3 separate regions of the Mus musculus genome follow, and regions 1 and 2 are each linked to region 3. A link is a contact called in public promoter capture Hi-C data. All regions are on one chromosome and are shown on one strand. The core of a region is the stretch at or near the end of the contact, and the rest is flanking DNA. Distances in the headings are between cores, read along the strand shown.

Region 1 (4,257 bases), core at 1,095-3,594, 5.9 Mb before region 3:
AACTGGTCTGTCAATTTCCGTCAGCCTCTACATACACTGTCTCCTCAACTGAGGGCTGGGGAGCATTCACACAGTACTCCCAAATTTTAGTTTTTCTTCTCTAGAACCCTCAACTAACTTCTTCAGATGTGTCCCCAGAAGGACAGACTTGTAGTTGGCTCTCTTAAATCCAATGCTCAAACTCCCAATGACCTGAGATACCACCCTGGCTTCTGCCTTCCTACAAAGTCACCAACACCTCCAGCCCCCTCCCTTTCTACTTCTGCACACTCCCAATTCCTTCCCGGTCAGCTCTGCCCCACCTCACACCTCACCAGACCTAGGACAGGCCCCTCCCGGGCACCTCGCCAACTCCAAGACCAGCTACCCCTAGGGATCCAGGAGTCCAATTCCACAACTTGGAAATACAGACCCTAGCCACCTCCCTCAGCCGCTGAAGCTTGACTTGTTCGAGAGCCCCCCCCCCCCACCTTAAGCCGTCTATGTCAGGAGCTCATGGGTCCAGAACCTCGGCCCTTCTCCCCACCATCACAATATGGACTACAGGGTGCAGAAGCACTCGGACAAACGGGAGTTAGACGTGAAGAGGGACTTTCTGTTTGTTGGGGTGAAGGAATTAATGTAAGTCTAGCAATGCCTAGATGGTGTACATTCTGGAGAGCCCCTGCTGAGGGTCGGGGTAAGGATGGCTGACTCCTGCCACACAGATGTGGATCCTCTTGTCTTTTGATCTTCCAAGGCTGACGTCATCTGAGGACTAGTCTACCTAAGCCACCTGTTACATTAGATTCCTCAGAAGGACCCCCGACCACCCTATTTGTGCCCCTACCTTAGCTCCTCAGCTGATCTTTATCCCGGAACCTCAATTCTGACCCCCGACTGCCCGAAGTCCCCCAACCCCCGTCTTCAACCCTGAATTCCGGCACAAACTTTTCCTTACTGCGGACTACCAATGCCTCTTAGTCTCTGTATTTCTCCTCTCTACTACAGAACTCATTTCTCGAGGTCCTCCAGCTCTATCGCTCTACCCTAGAGCTCCGGTTCCCACCTCCAATTTGTTCATTCGACTCAGGGGCTCGACACCTTTCAAGTATAACTTCGAGGTTTCATTGCTAACATTTTCTTCCGTTGGAAGCAAGCCTTCGCATGGATCTGCAGTCTAAATCGTTCTCCCAAACCTTGTCCCCCGACTCCCACACCTAGAATCTGTGTCCTCAGGTCTGTTGCTCCCACCTGGGCCCACACCACAGCGCCTGCTTGCATTTAAGCCCCACACCTGCCCCCCATTTCCCGCTCCGCCATCCCCGAGGACACACCTCGCCCGCCTCCGGGTAGTAGCTCCACTCGGCCAGGTCATGAGCCTCCATCTTCACTGAGCCCAGCATCCCCGGGGCCTGCGCCCCCACACACCCAGGCTGAGGCCCCCCTGGGGGAACCGAGTGCTTCGGTCTCTCTACAGGCACTAGCCCCGAGTTCCGACCTGAGGCACACAGCCCGGGAGTCCCGCTGGCCCAGGCGCCTTGGGAGGCAGCCACTTTTTATAGCCGGGACACCCCCTCCCGGGCCCGCCCCGGGCTCCCCGCCCGCCTCCCCGAGCGCGGCGCCCTCGGATTGGGGCGCCCCCTGCGGGATCTCAAGAAGAGAGACCTCAGGCACTGGGAGCCTCGGTCCTGGCACCTGGAAGCTTGCGATGGATGAAGAGTCGGGGACTACAAGGCGTGGGGTAGAGAGCCACACCCTGCTGATCCCAAAAGCCCTAGAGCAACAGAGCGGGAGCCGGGGAATCTTTCTGCCTCTAAGTGTTTCATCATCTCCAGCTAAAGGAGGGAAACTCTAGAACCCCGCATGTCTTCCACGAAAGAAAGGAGGTTGACAGAGCTCAGGACTCCACAAGTCCCTATACAACACCGTTTAAGTAGCCCGCAGAGATTCCTGAAACCACATTCCCATTGGACAGACAGGAAGACTGAGGCTTTTGACGTCTGCGAATGTTGCAGGCTCCGTACAGAGTCAGGGTCGGCGGTGGAAAGGCTCAGGGCTTCTGCTCAGACCCCATTAAGGCACCAGATCTCCTCTAAGACCCAGAAACTCCACTCACAGCACTCTCCACTCAACGTTAGCCAGCCGTCTAGGGAGAGGGACTCCGGACCGCTGGGAACTCCATTTCCCAGAAGCCTTCGTTCCCATTTCCGTCCGGCGCCTGCGCAGCGCGGACTACATTTCCCAGAAGGCATGGCGCTCGAAGGCCGGAAATGGCGGCCGCTCCGGTGGACGCCCGGGGAGGGCGGGCGGCTGCCGACGCGGCACGCCTTAGGGGCGGGGACCGGCCGCGGTGCCGGACTCCATTTCCCGGCGGCCCTACTAGTGCAGCGCCTGCGCCGTGTCACGGCGGCGGGCGGAAGATGGCGGCGGCGGCAGCGTCTGCGGAGAGGCGCTGCTGAGGGGGCGCGAGGGGGACAGAGGCCGGAGTCGCGGTGAGCGGGTGGCGGCGTGAGGTCCTGGGGTGGGGGGAGGGGGGGCGCTGACAAGGCCGGGGCGCGAGCGATGGGGAGGGCCTCGGCGAGGGCCGGGAGCAGCGGGGTCGCGGGCCCCCGCTTCTTCCCACACTGCTCGGGACCCATCCTTGCCTTCTTTGGCTTCCCGGTCCCCCGGGGCCAAAGTTCCACCGTGGCCGCGCAGACCTCCTGGGCCACCAGCCTGGCCCTGGCTCGTCCCCCGCTCCGCACACTGCTGCACCGGGCCCTTCACTTCCCCAGACTGGCCGTGTGCGAAGCTTCCCACCTCCGGGCCTTTGCACAGGCTGTTCCTCCCCAGTGTCCCCCGCCCTGGAAACGTGCTGTTATCCTTCGGCCTAACTCCCTTTCATCTTCGGGGTTGGGGGGCTCGGCACCCCACGTCACTGCCCCTGCAAAACCTCCGTTTGCCTCCCTCCTTCCTCAAATCCGCCTGCTGAAGGCTCTCCTAGGTCCCCTTGCCTTGCCTTCTCGTCACGTGTGGTCGAACTTGTTATTAGGATTTTATTTGTGTGCTGCGTGAGGAGGTCCCTGACCCTGGGCTCTGTGTAAGAGAGGACAGAGTGTGTCCTGGTGCCTGCCTCCCAGCACAGCTCGCGCCCAACATACACTGGTGTTGCTTAGGCGATGCTCGTTGAATGAATACAGAAAATACAAAAAACAAACAAACAAACAAACAAACAAAAACACTTGGAGATCCACTCTTTAGGATAACGGGAAAGTCATCGTACTTCCTGGTGGGAGGGGCGGTTCAATGCTGAGCACACAACCAGAGAGGGGAAAACAGTGTTAATGTTTCTGATAGCCAGACTGCAAACATCCCGGCTGTCCTTCAGTGGGAAGTCTAGCAGAAATCACTATATTTACGTAATAAAATGATTTGCAACCGTGGAAAGAAAGGAAGGTGGAAAATAGACTGAGCTCAGTATTTACTAAGAGAAAAAAAAGTGAAATAGAAAATAGTTTCTATAAAGTTGACCATCAGCTTGTCTTGGAAGTTCACATGCGTGGATTCAGCCAATCTTAAGATTGAAATAGTCAGGAAAATGGTTTACACTGACTTTAAAATTTTACATCCTCCCTCAACAATACAATGTAACAACGTTGTTTACATTGTATGTTGAATTAGGTCATCTGGAGGTGATTTAAGCCAGACTTGATGACACAGACCTAGTTAAGAGACTGGGGCAGGGGGATTACAAAGTTACTTGGCACACAAGTGCTCTTACTATACAAGCCCTGAGTTCCCCAGCTAGCACAGCCTAAGAGATGATAACAGTATGCTAGAAGGTCTGTGTAGCACTTGAACACACTGGGAATGGAGCATGGGGCTTTGTGCATAGTAAAAACCTGAATACCAAGTGAGCTATGTGCCCAGCCCAACAGTGCCTCATCCATCACCTCCTCCTCCTCCACCGCCACTACCTCCAGGTTTCTCTTTGTAGCCTTGGTTGTCCTGGAACTCACTTGGCAGACCAAGCTGGTCTTGAATTTGTAGAGCTACGTCTGCCTCTGCCTCCCAAGTAACTGGTATTAAAGGTGTGTACCAGCACCTGGCTTTCTTTCTCCCCCACCCCTTTTCTCTTTCTCTCTCTCTCTCTCTCTCTCTCTCTCTCTCTTTCTTTCTTTCTTTCTTCCAGCGACTCCAGATGGGTTTCAAACTGAGAGCGTCTTACCTCTGCCCAGAGTGCTGGGATTAAAGGGGTATGTCACCCTATCTGGCCAAACAGTGCTGTTTTAATTT
Region 2 (4,343 bases), core at 604-3,103, 5.6 Mb after region 3:
CGCCGGAGAAGTTCAGTCAGTGCCTGCACCATCCGTTCTGTGCCCTCCTCACCCCGTTTCCGAGTAGGGGCCTTTGGGGGGACAGGAGTCACATCTGCTAGGCGAGGAGGAAGGGGGGTCGTCTTATGCTTGCGGCCCCGACCCCGAGGGGCTCGACCTAAAAGGAGAACAGTTGTGGGGAGATGGGTCAAACTGGCCCTTCAGTCTTAAGAAAAGCACCCCAGAAAGACAGGATACTAAGTCTTACTTGTCTGTTTTTCCCCACAGCCCAGGCTACCTTGGACTGAACACAGGACACTCAGTAACTGGTAGAGACTAGCTGAACACAAAGGGCAAGAACCTTCCCGCAACACTAGAGAGGTAGAGTTTCCCCATCACTCACCTCGCTGGGACCGAAGCGCAGAGCGCAGGGAACTGGGGGCCACATCTTCATCTGAATGAAAACCCTGAAACTCCTGATTTAGGGGACCAAGGGTGAAGGGGAGAAACAGCAGTCAGTACCAAAGCCCTGGTTCCATCTGGGCTTCAGGTGTTGCAGATATGATAGTTATCGTCCACCTTAACATACTCCTCCTCATTTACCAAAGAACTTAAAAGACTGAGGCAAGGTCAGAAGGAATAAAGGTACAAGGCGTTCTTGAACCAGACCATTCCAGCACAGCCATCAGTAATTCACTAGCCCAGAAGAAAACACTAGAGGGTCTCCTCGAGTTAAGCAATAGGCATTACAATGAGGGCTAATTCCAACTTAAAACAAAGTAGGTCCTCCATTTACACCCTTGCAGGGCATTCTTAAAAATGGGGAGTGTTTGGGGGAGATGAGAGGTGGAGCAGATGGTTTATCATATTAGAATCCACTCTGAGCCCTCAGAGGACAGCTAGCTCTCCTAAGCAATAGAATCCACACCCTCCTGCCTTCTCCAAAAGGCTGAGAGGGATAAACCATGACTGCACTCACTCCAGATTCAAGACTCAGCATTCATTCTATCCCTCTTCAACCCGCGCCTAAGAAGCCTCCACCACTCTACCTTAGAACCAGAGAGCAACTGGGGCCCTGGTGGAACCAGGGCAGGGATATGTCGCGGATTTTAAGGGCCAAGGAGGCAGCCTGCAAGTAAGAGCCCAGGAGGCTCTCTAGCCTTGGTCAATTAAGGCCACGCTGCTGCTGTCAACCACCGCTGGTCCGGCATGCAATCCCTATGGCCTCTTCACCCACTCCTGTCCTGCTCTGCCATTGCTACCGCGAAAGATCAGCTCAGGACACCAATTGGGCTCCAGGCGTCTAGCTGCAGTCAGGGTTTCTCTGATCACTTTCAAAGGCCCTAGCTACCCAAACGCTCCACGCAGCCTGCTTCCTTCGTGCTTCTTTCCAGGAGCCCCGAGAATCCCACTTGTCCACAACACCCTTCGGAGCTATCCGGAGCCCTGCAAGCCCCTGGCCTCCGCCCTACCCGGCGCTAGAGACACCTCCGACCGCCTCACCTCCTCCTCGGATTCCCCGTCACTGCTCTCTTCCTCCGGCATGCAGCCTCGGTTCGGGCCCCAGCCCCGTCCCCGGCCGCGGCCTCGGCCTCGCTGAACTCGCGCACCAGCCCACAGGCGGCGGAGCCGGCGCAGGCCCCGGCGAAGACCCAGCAAACGGAGCAGGGCCGTGTCCTCCCCGGGCTCGGCTCCTCCCGGCCCCGCCGCGCCGCCACCGCGCCGCAGGGCTACCCGCACTCTTTCGGCTCCGTTGCCTCGGCCGCCGCGGCCCCCGCCCCCGCCGGAACCCCGCGGCCGGCCCGGGAAGCGGCCCCGTGCGGAGCCAGGCCCGGGGCAACTGCCGCCGCCCGCCGCCGCCGCCATCTTGGCACCGTGAGAGGGGCCGGGGAGGCGGGGGGAGGGGCAGCCCGTGCGCAGGGCCGGGGGGGAGGGGAGAGGAGGGGAGGAGGGGCAAAGCGGGGCGGCTGCGGCTCACGACAACAACCAGCGCCGCTGTGGGGCGGGCAGGAGCCGGGGGCTGGGCTGGCCACGCGCGGGGCACCACGGGAGCAGGAGTCCTGGGCCGGTCGGCCGTCACCCTCCAGCCGCACCTGAAGAGCGGACCCCGCGTCGCGGCCTGAGAGCGGGAGGCGCAAGGTCTTCTGGGGAATGTAGTCCAGTCGCCTTGCTCCTTCCGCCGACAGCTGGGGCGCGAGAACTGGGAATACCGGGTTGGCGACAGAGACCAGGAGAACCAGTTCCTGGTCTCCAGGAGGTGTGGTTCCCGGCTCAGACTCCTCCCATTGTTCTAGTCGGAACTAGCGACCTGCATGGACTACCATTCCCAGGGTCCTTCCCAGGGTACCGTTGGCTTCGGACCCTGGGAACCCGACGGACACACAGTAGACGAAGTTAGCTATTGCGCTAGGCGTTGGCTGAGGGGAGGGCGGCGGCGCTGGATTAGTCTCACTTCCAGGCGCAACCCGGTAGCCGCATTGCCCGGCGCGGAGGGGAGATGCTGGAGAGGCTAGTCTTCCGTCCCTTACTCGGAGGAGAGCAGACCGGTGGTCGAAATCCGGACCTCAGTCTGCGCTCCTCTCCAGCCCTAGACTACGCGCGCGGTAGATTGCTGTGGGAGGAACCAGAGTCTTGGGGCGCCTCAAAGCCACCTTTCCTCTCCCGCAGGGTCTGGAGCGCCTTTGCCGCGTGCTGCCCTCGGGAATTATACGAAGCCCCCCGGAAGGAGAAGTGTGACCCTCTGTTTATTGAATGGTGAATGGCCAGCAGGGGCCGCTACAGGGCAAGGGTGGAAACCCCCTAGCACAGAGGAAAAGTCTGGACTCGTCCTGACTGGAGCACAGGAAACTTTATTATAGTGATGAAATTGACAGTCCCCAGTTAATCTTCACCGAGTTAATTGTCCTTTAACTCGGGCTCGCCAGGCCGAGGCTTCTGCAACTCGCTTGTCCCGGAAGGGTTCGTAGCTCCTGTCTCGCAGTTCTTCTGTGGTTAAATTTGCCAGGCCGCCCTAGCTGAGCCCTTCTGCCTTTCATTCTTTGGACTCTTTGTCAAGCCAGAGAAGCTACCAACACCCGGTCAGGTGGCAGCAGAGGAGGTAGGACTACCGGGAGAGCTGGAGGCCCGGGTCGGCCTCGAGGAAGAGTAGAGGAAGGTGGAGCGTATGGTCCATCCAGGCGGCAGCCGGCTGGGCGAGTGGCCACGCATGTGCGCCTGCATGGAGGCCAGGCTAGGGCAGCCAGCCCTGCACAGAGGGCATCGATAGGGAGCAGCCCCATGTGTCCTCAGGTGCTTGGTCATGGCAGAGAAATCCCGGGAGCGCTGAGGACAGAGGCTACAGGAGAAGGGCTTCTCTCCTACAGGTGGAGGAGAAAGCCAGAGAAGGAAGAAATGGGCGAAGGCTCTCCAAGCTAGGGGTGCGTCGAGCAATAGGGCAAGGGAGGAGCTGGCAGGCCGGCGATGGAAACGAAAAAGATAAATTCACACTGGGCAGGATGCCCATACCTGTGTGGACTCGGTAATGTGTCTCCATCTGATGCTTGAGTGAAAACCTCTTTCCACACACAGAGCAAGAATAGGGCCGAGAGCGAGCAGGAGAGGGTAAAGGAGGGTGTTGGTGAGATGGGCAGTTCAGTGTGCGCTCCTGACTCACACAGGTTGCCAGTGTGCCTGTGTGGACAGAGAAATGGCGTGACCCAGACAGAATCCCTGAGGCCGAATCAATACAATGTCTAAACGATTTGGTGAGGAGAGGGGAGGCGGCAGCTCTCACCCTACTTACCTGTGAACCCTTGCCCAGACGTTTCTATCTGCCAAGGGCTGAGGGTTTCAGTGCCCTGGGGAAAAGATCCTGGAAACAGAGTGAAGTAGGGGCCCTGCTAAGGCTGGACTCCTGGAGCCCAGCCACTGGGCAAAAGCCCTGTGTGGAATACTGAGGGGCTTACCTGGAGTGGGGCTAGAGGAAGCCAGCTGATTCTGACTCCAGAGAGCTTTGGAGTGGTTCAAGGTCAGTGGGATCCTGGGTGGAGAAGAATTACAGTCTTGGCAAAGCCTGAGAACCTAACTGACTCTGGCCTGTCTTGTGATGACAATATTTGTTGTCTCTAACTCAGGAAATGTACACTGAACCCTTCCAACCATCACTGCTGCCTCTCCGGAGCCACTCCCTCCCTGCCTAGATGTCCTCCTTTAAGCCTCTCACTCACCTCTGATCTTGAGGCCGGACCTGCCAGGCCGCAGTGATGGGGGTACTATGGGAGAAGGGAGCACCGTATCTGGAGGGCCACAACAAGATGCTCCACAAGGCCGACTGGCCCTCCCCCAACCTAGGGACTTCAGCCCACCAGGGCCTGGGAATGAGGCTA
Region 3 (4,104 bases), core at 845-3,344:
GACTTGGGTGCTTGGAACCAAACCAAGAACAGTACTCAACTGAGTACTCAACTGCTGAACCATCTCTCTAGGCACTTATTTTGATTTTTTTTTTTTTTTGACAGGGTTTCTCTGTGTAGCCCTGGCTGTCCTGGAACTCACTTTGTAGACCAGGCTGGCCTCAAACTCAGAAATCCGCCTGCCTCTGCCTCCCGAGTGCTGGGATCAAAGGCATGCGCCACCACCGCCCGGCTAGGCTTATCCTGAACTTGTAGCAATCCTCCTGTTTTAGCTTCCCAAGTGCTGGGATTAGAGGCACAGGCCAGCTTCTGGTTTTAAGGATGTGTTCTTTGATGCACCTTGCGAGAATTTGGTTTGTGGGGGCTGGAGAAGGTGACTCAGGAGTTAAAAGCACGTATTCTTCCAGAGGGCCCGCATTACACATTTTTTAAGGCTAGGGCATAGCAACACACTCTTTAAACCCTAGTACATATATATTAATTTCCTCCACCCCCGCCCCACGCTCTCCTATGCCTGAAAAGTGTGTATGTCCTAGTGACCACTACCTGCAGAAGCCAAGTTCTGACCTGCTTCAGTCTATTTCTTTGCCACAGCCTATCTTTGTTTGGTCCTTAAGCTTGCTGGGCTATGAAAGACTTATTTTAAGTCTCCTCGGAAACTTTTGGATTCCCCTCATTGGGTCTTCCCTGACACCTTTCTTTCCAGTGGTCCTGGTGACAGTCTGGGGCCACCGGACTTACAGATCTCAGCCTTCCCCTCTGAGAATCATCAGGGCCAAGACTTGGGAAGGAACACGGATCTAGGCCTGCATGAGGTCGCCACCTGGTGTGCAGTGTGGGTATCTGCAGCTGATGCGTTCCGTGGGGGGGGGGGGGGGGGGTTGAGTGGAATTGGATTAAGTCATTTACAAGAGACAGAGGTGCCAGGGCTTTGGGGTCTCTCTGGGTTTGGGAAGCTGAGACTGGAGGGGAGCACCTGGTGGGTCTAAGCCCTTAAAGACCAAGTTAAGTGACTCTAGTGGACAGCTCGGTGGGGGCCGTCTTGGGTCCCAACTATTCGGAAGTTTGCATTCCGTGAGACCACGATCAGAAAGGCCCGAGGAGCCATTTGGGCAGGAGATTTCTTACCAAAGAGTACAAGCTTAGACTGCAACGTGCGCAGATAGAGAATGTAACAGGCGCCAAAGAAGACAGCCAGAGCCACCAGCAGCATGGGAGATGTCACCCTGGAAGAGTGTGGGAGACAGGAGTTAGGTATCCGAGGCTGCGTCAGCCAGGCCCCTCTAGCTTTGGACACAGACTGAGGTTACGTCCTTCTAGGCCAGCGAAGGCCACATCCTGGTCAGGTGAATGCAGGAGTACAGACTGACCGGGTCCTGTAGTGACAAAGTGGGCTAACTGGTCTGGGCGGGGCCTGGCAGCCGGGGGCGGGGTCTGACTATCGAGGGCGGGGCCGCAGAGGCACTCACACGCAGTACAGGATGAGGCCGAGAAACACGAACACGTAGTTGCTTTGATAATACTCCACGTTGCGTACCAGGCGCTGGCAAAGCTCTCCCACATTGCGGGGTCGCGAGAAACGTTGCTGGTCCACGAAGGTGCCCCAGGGCCGGATGGTCGCCCGGCGCCGCTCCAGCCACTCTCGGCCTGCGCCGGATGGAATCAGCTTGGGCAGCAGGGTCCTAATGGGCAGGGCAGAGCAGAGCAGCTGAAGGGAGGGAGAGGGTAGAATCTGGACCCCAGATTCTAGCACACCTGGTCCCAAGCATGACCTTGAACCCCTAGGAGGAAGGGTCCTGAGAGGGAGCCAACAGGACTGAGTCCCTCCCAGGACCTCTGAGGAGATGAGGGACTCCTGCATCTCGGATCTGGGGGTAACACCCTGCTTGCTCACGTGGCGCTCAGCCCTTCCCCTTCGGCATCCTTCTGCTGGTCCTTCTGGGCCGCCATGTCTGCACTGCAGTGGATAGAACCGCTGTAAATAGCCCGGAGCCCAGCAGCACCTAGGCGGCCCCACCCCAGCCGGGACTCTTTGGAAGTGGCGTCGTTGGGAGCTCTAGAGGGCGGTAGTTGTTCCTCCAAGCATTGTGGGTGTTGTAGTCATCGTGGCGTCAAGAGGCAGGTTTGCCTCGCAAGACATCTTGGGAGATGTATGCTAAGAGCTCGTCGGGAGCCTCTAGGCATTGTGGGAATTGTAGTTTCAGGAGGCTCAGCGTGGACTACAGCAGGTGGACTGTCAGGACAGAGGATTTTGTGGGAGTTCGAATGGCAGAAACGTACTTCCGTGGACCGTGCAGAGCTGTCGTTCTGGCTCGAGAGAGCTTAATAAAACATTGTTCGAAAACTCAGATATTCTGATTCTAACTGGGCAAGTCTGGGAAAGAGTTCATTTACTTTTTCTTTCCTAAAAGTATTTACTTTGAAAGTGAGACAGGAGAGATGGCTTACTTGTTTCTCTTTCAAAGGATCATAGCTTGGTTCCCAGCATCCACACCCAGTGCTTCACAACTGCCCGAAACTCCAGCTCTAGCCAATCAGACATACTCATGTGCACATACCCACACTCAGATACACATGATTTAAAAATAAATGTTTGCATTTTAAAAGAAAAGATTTACTTTTATATGTTTATGCGTGTGTGCCACCAGAAGAGGGTTTTAGAGCTCCTGGAACTGGAGTTACAGGCAATTATGAGCTGTCTAGAAATCATGGGTGCTGGGAACGGAACTCCTCCGGGTTGGGATTTCAGTATGGGCCACTCAGCAGGAAATTGTGTCTGGGTTTCCCACTTGGGGTCCAGCATTGCTTCAGATCAGTGGAGGACTGCAAATGTACAGTTAGCCTAAAGACTAAAGAGGGACACCACAAGGCCAGAGTACTGGAAAAGACAGAGAACCTTGGAAACCAGTTTGGCGGCAAAAGTCAGCTGGGTTTGACTGCTATGGGAACCAATTCAGTTTCTTTAAGAGGACTAAGCAAATTCTTTCTATTTCATGACCCTCAAGTCTCTGCTGCCCTGGTGGGAGTCGGGGCTTCGGGAGAAGGCAGTGGAGAAGGCAGTGGGATCCAGAGGCAACACTGTTGCAGAAAGTGGCAAACTAATTCAAAGAATGTAAGAAATTTGAATACTGGGATTTTTAGGATAGGTGTCTGGAAGCTGGGAAAGGAGTCCTTTGGGACAGTGGAAGCGAGGACCCTGAGGTAGAGATGTGATGAGGCAGGGGGTACTTTCAGGTTCCTGAGGGAGGAGGCTCACGTTAGATGGGTTTTGAGTCAGTAGGTAGTAGGAGACATCCGAGAAGGCTGTGGGAGATGGGACTTGGCTCTGAGCTCTTTCCTGTGCTTCCCAGAGCAAGTGGCACTGGGAAAAAGCCAGAAGATATTAACAGGAACTCGAGACCTTGATCATAATGCCGGCTGCATGACTTCAAGGGGCCTCCCCCACTTCTGTCCTGTGCTGAGTCCCTCTGTCAAAGCGGATGCTCCTTCCTGGTGCTAGGTGATTGAAGCAGAGTATGTGGGTGTCCCAGGAGAGGTCTTGGCCCATGCAACTCCTCCCTCCCAGGATCGTCTTGTCCTGAGATCACCAGAGGTCACAGTACAAAGAGCCCCAAGTGCTCCAACCCTGAATGGCTGATCCTCCCCTCTCTGCCTCCCACCTGGTGGGATTACAGGTGGTCACCGCTAGAAAATGGCCAGCTTTATTATTTTTTCTTTCTCTACCATGGCTCTGTAGGCAAGGATAGTATGATCTTGAACTTCTGATTTTTGTTCCTAGTCCAAGAATTCTGTAGGATCACAGATGTGGCCAGGGGTTGGTGGCACATGTCTTTAATCCCAGTACTCAGGAGGCAGAAGCAGTTGGATCTCTGTGAGTTCACGACCAGTGTGGTCTACAAAGTGAGCTTCAGGACAGCTAAGGCTACACAGTGAAACCTTGTCTTAAAAAGAAACAAACAAACAAACAATAACAACGAAAGGATCACAGGCATCTTGTCACCTTATTTATGCAGGGCTCAGAACAAACCCAGAGCTTTTGTAGGCAAGTAGTCTGCACCAGAGCCACACCCCCAAGCATTTGATTATTTTAAAAGCTTTATATTAT

What was found. Promoter capture Hi-C pulls out the DNA fragments that hold promoters and counts their contacts.
Region 1: a contact with region 3 is called in a promoter capture Hi-C map of pre-B cells, with 3 times the contacts expected there. The contact joins the promoter of Sympk here to the promoter of Rabac1 in region 3. A contact is called at or near these places in 2 of 39 promoter capture datasets (maxillary cranial neural crest and pre-B cells).
Region 2: a contact with region 3 is called in a promoter capture Hi-C map of liver. The contact joins the promoter of Kmt2b here to the promoter of Rabac1 in region 3. A contact is called at or near these places in 3 of 39 promoter capture datasets (cranial neural crest, liver and maxillary cranial neural crest).

The regions. Positions count from the first base shown.
Region 1 is chr7:19,022,033-19,026,289 of GRCm38.p6, forward strand. Sympk (symplekin) reads left to right here and starts at 2,345. Exons shown (of 27, transcript NM_026605.2): 1 at 2,345-2,474. Foxa3 (forkhead box A3) reads right to left here and starts at 1,507. Exons shown (of 2, transcript NM_008260.2): 1 at 1,317-1,507. The coding sequence starts at 1,385.
Region 2 is chr7:30,586,873-30,591,215 of GRCm38.p6, forward strand. Kmt2b (lysine (K)-specific methyltransferase 2B) reads right to left here and starts at 1,854. Exons shown (of 37, transcript NM_029274.2): 1 at 1,483-1,854; 2 at 383-455; 3 at 1-157. The coding sequence starts at 1,845. It overlaps Zbtb32 (zinc finger and BTB domain containing 32), which reads right to left. Exons shown (of 6, transcript NM_021397.2): 2 at 4,185-4,343; 3 at 3,924-3,997; 4 at 3,761-3,829; 5 at 3,484-3,648; 6 at 2,809-3,335. The coding sequence ends at 3,058. It overlaps Gm32082 (a long non-coding RNA gene), which reads left to right and starts at 1,907. Exons shown (of 3, transcript XR_003946734.1): 1 at 1,907-2,447; 2 at 2,647-2,733; 3 at 3,342-3,487. It overlaps Mir3569 (microRNA 3569), which reads left to right and starts at 2,508; the gene lies at 2,508-2,565.
Region 3 is chr7:24,970,634-24,974,737 of GRCm38.p6, forward strand. Rabac1 (Rab acceptor 1 (prenylated)) reads right to left here and starts at 2,095. Exons shown (of 5, transcript NM_010261.2): 1 at 1,894-2,095; 2 at 1,469-1,681; 3 at 1,128-1,225. The coding sequence starts at 1,949.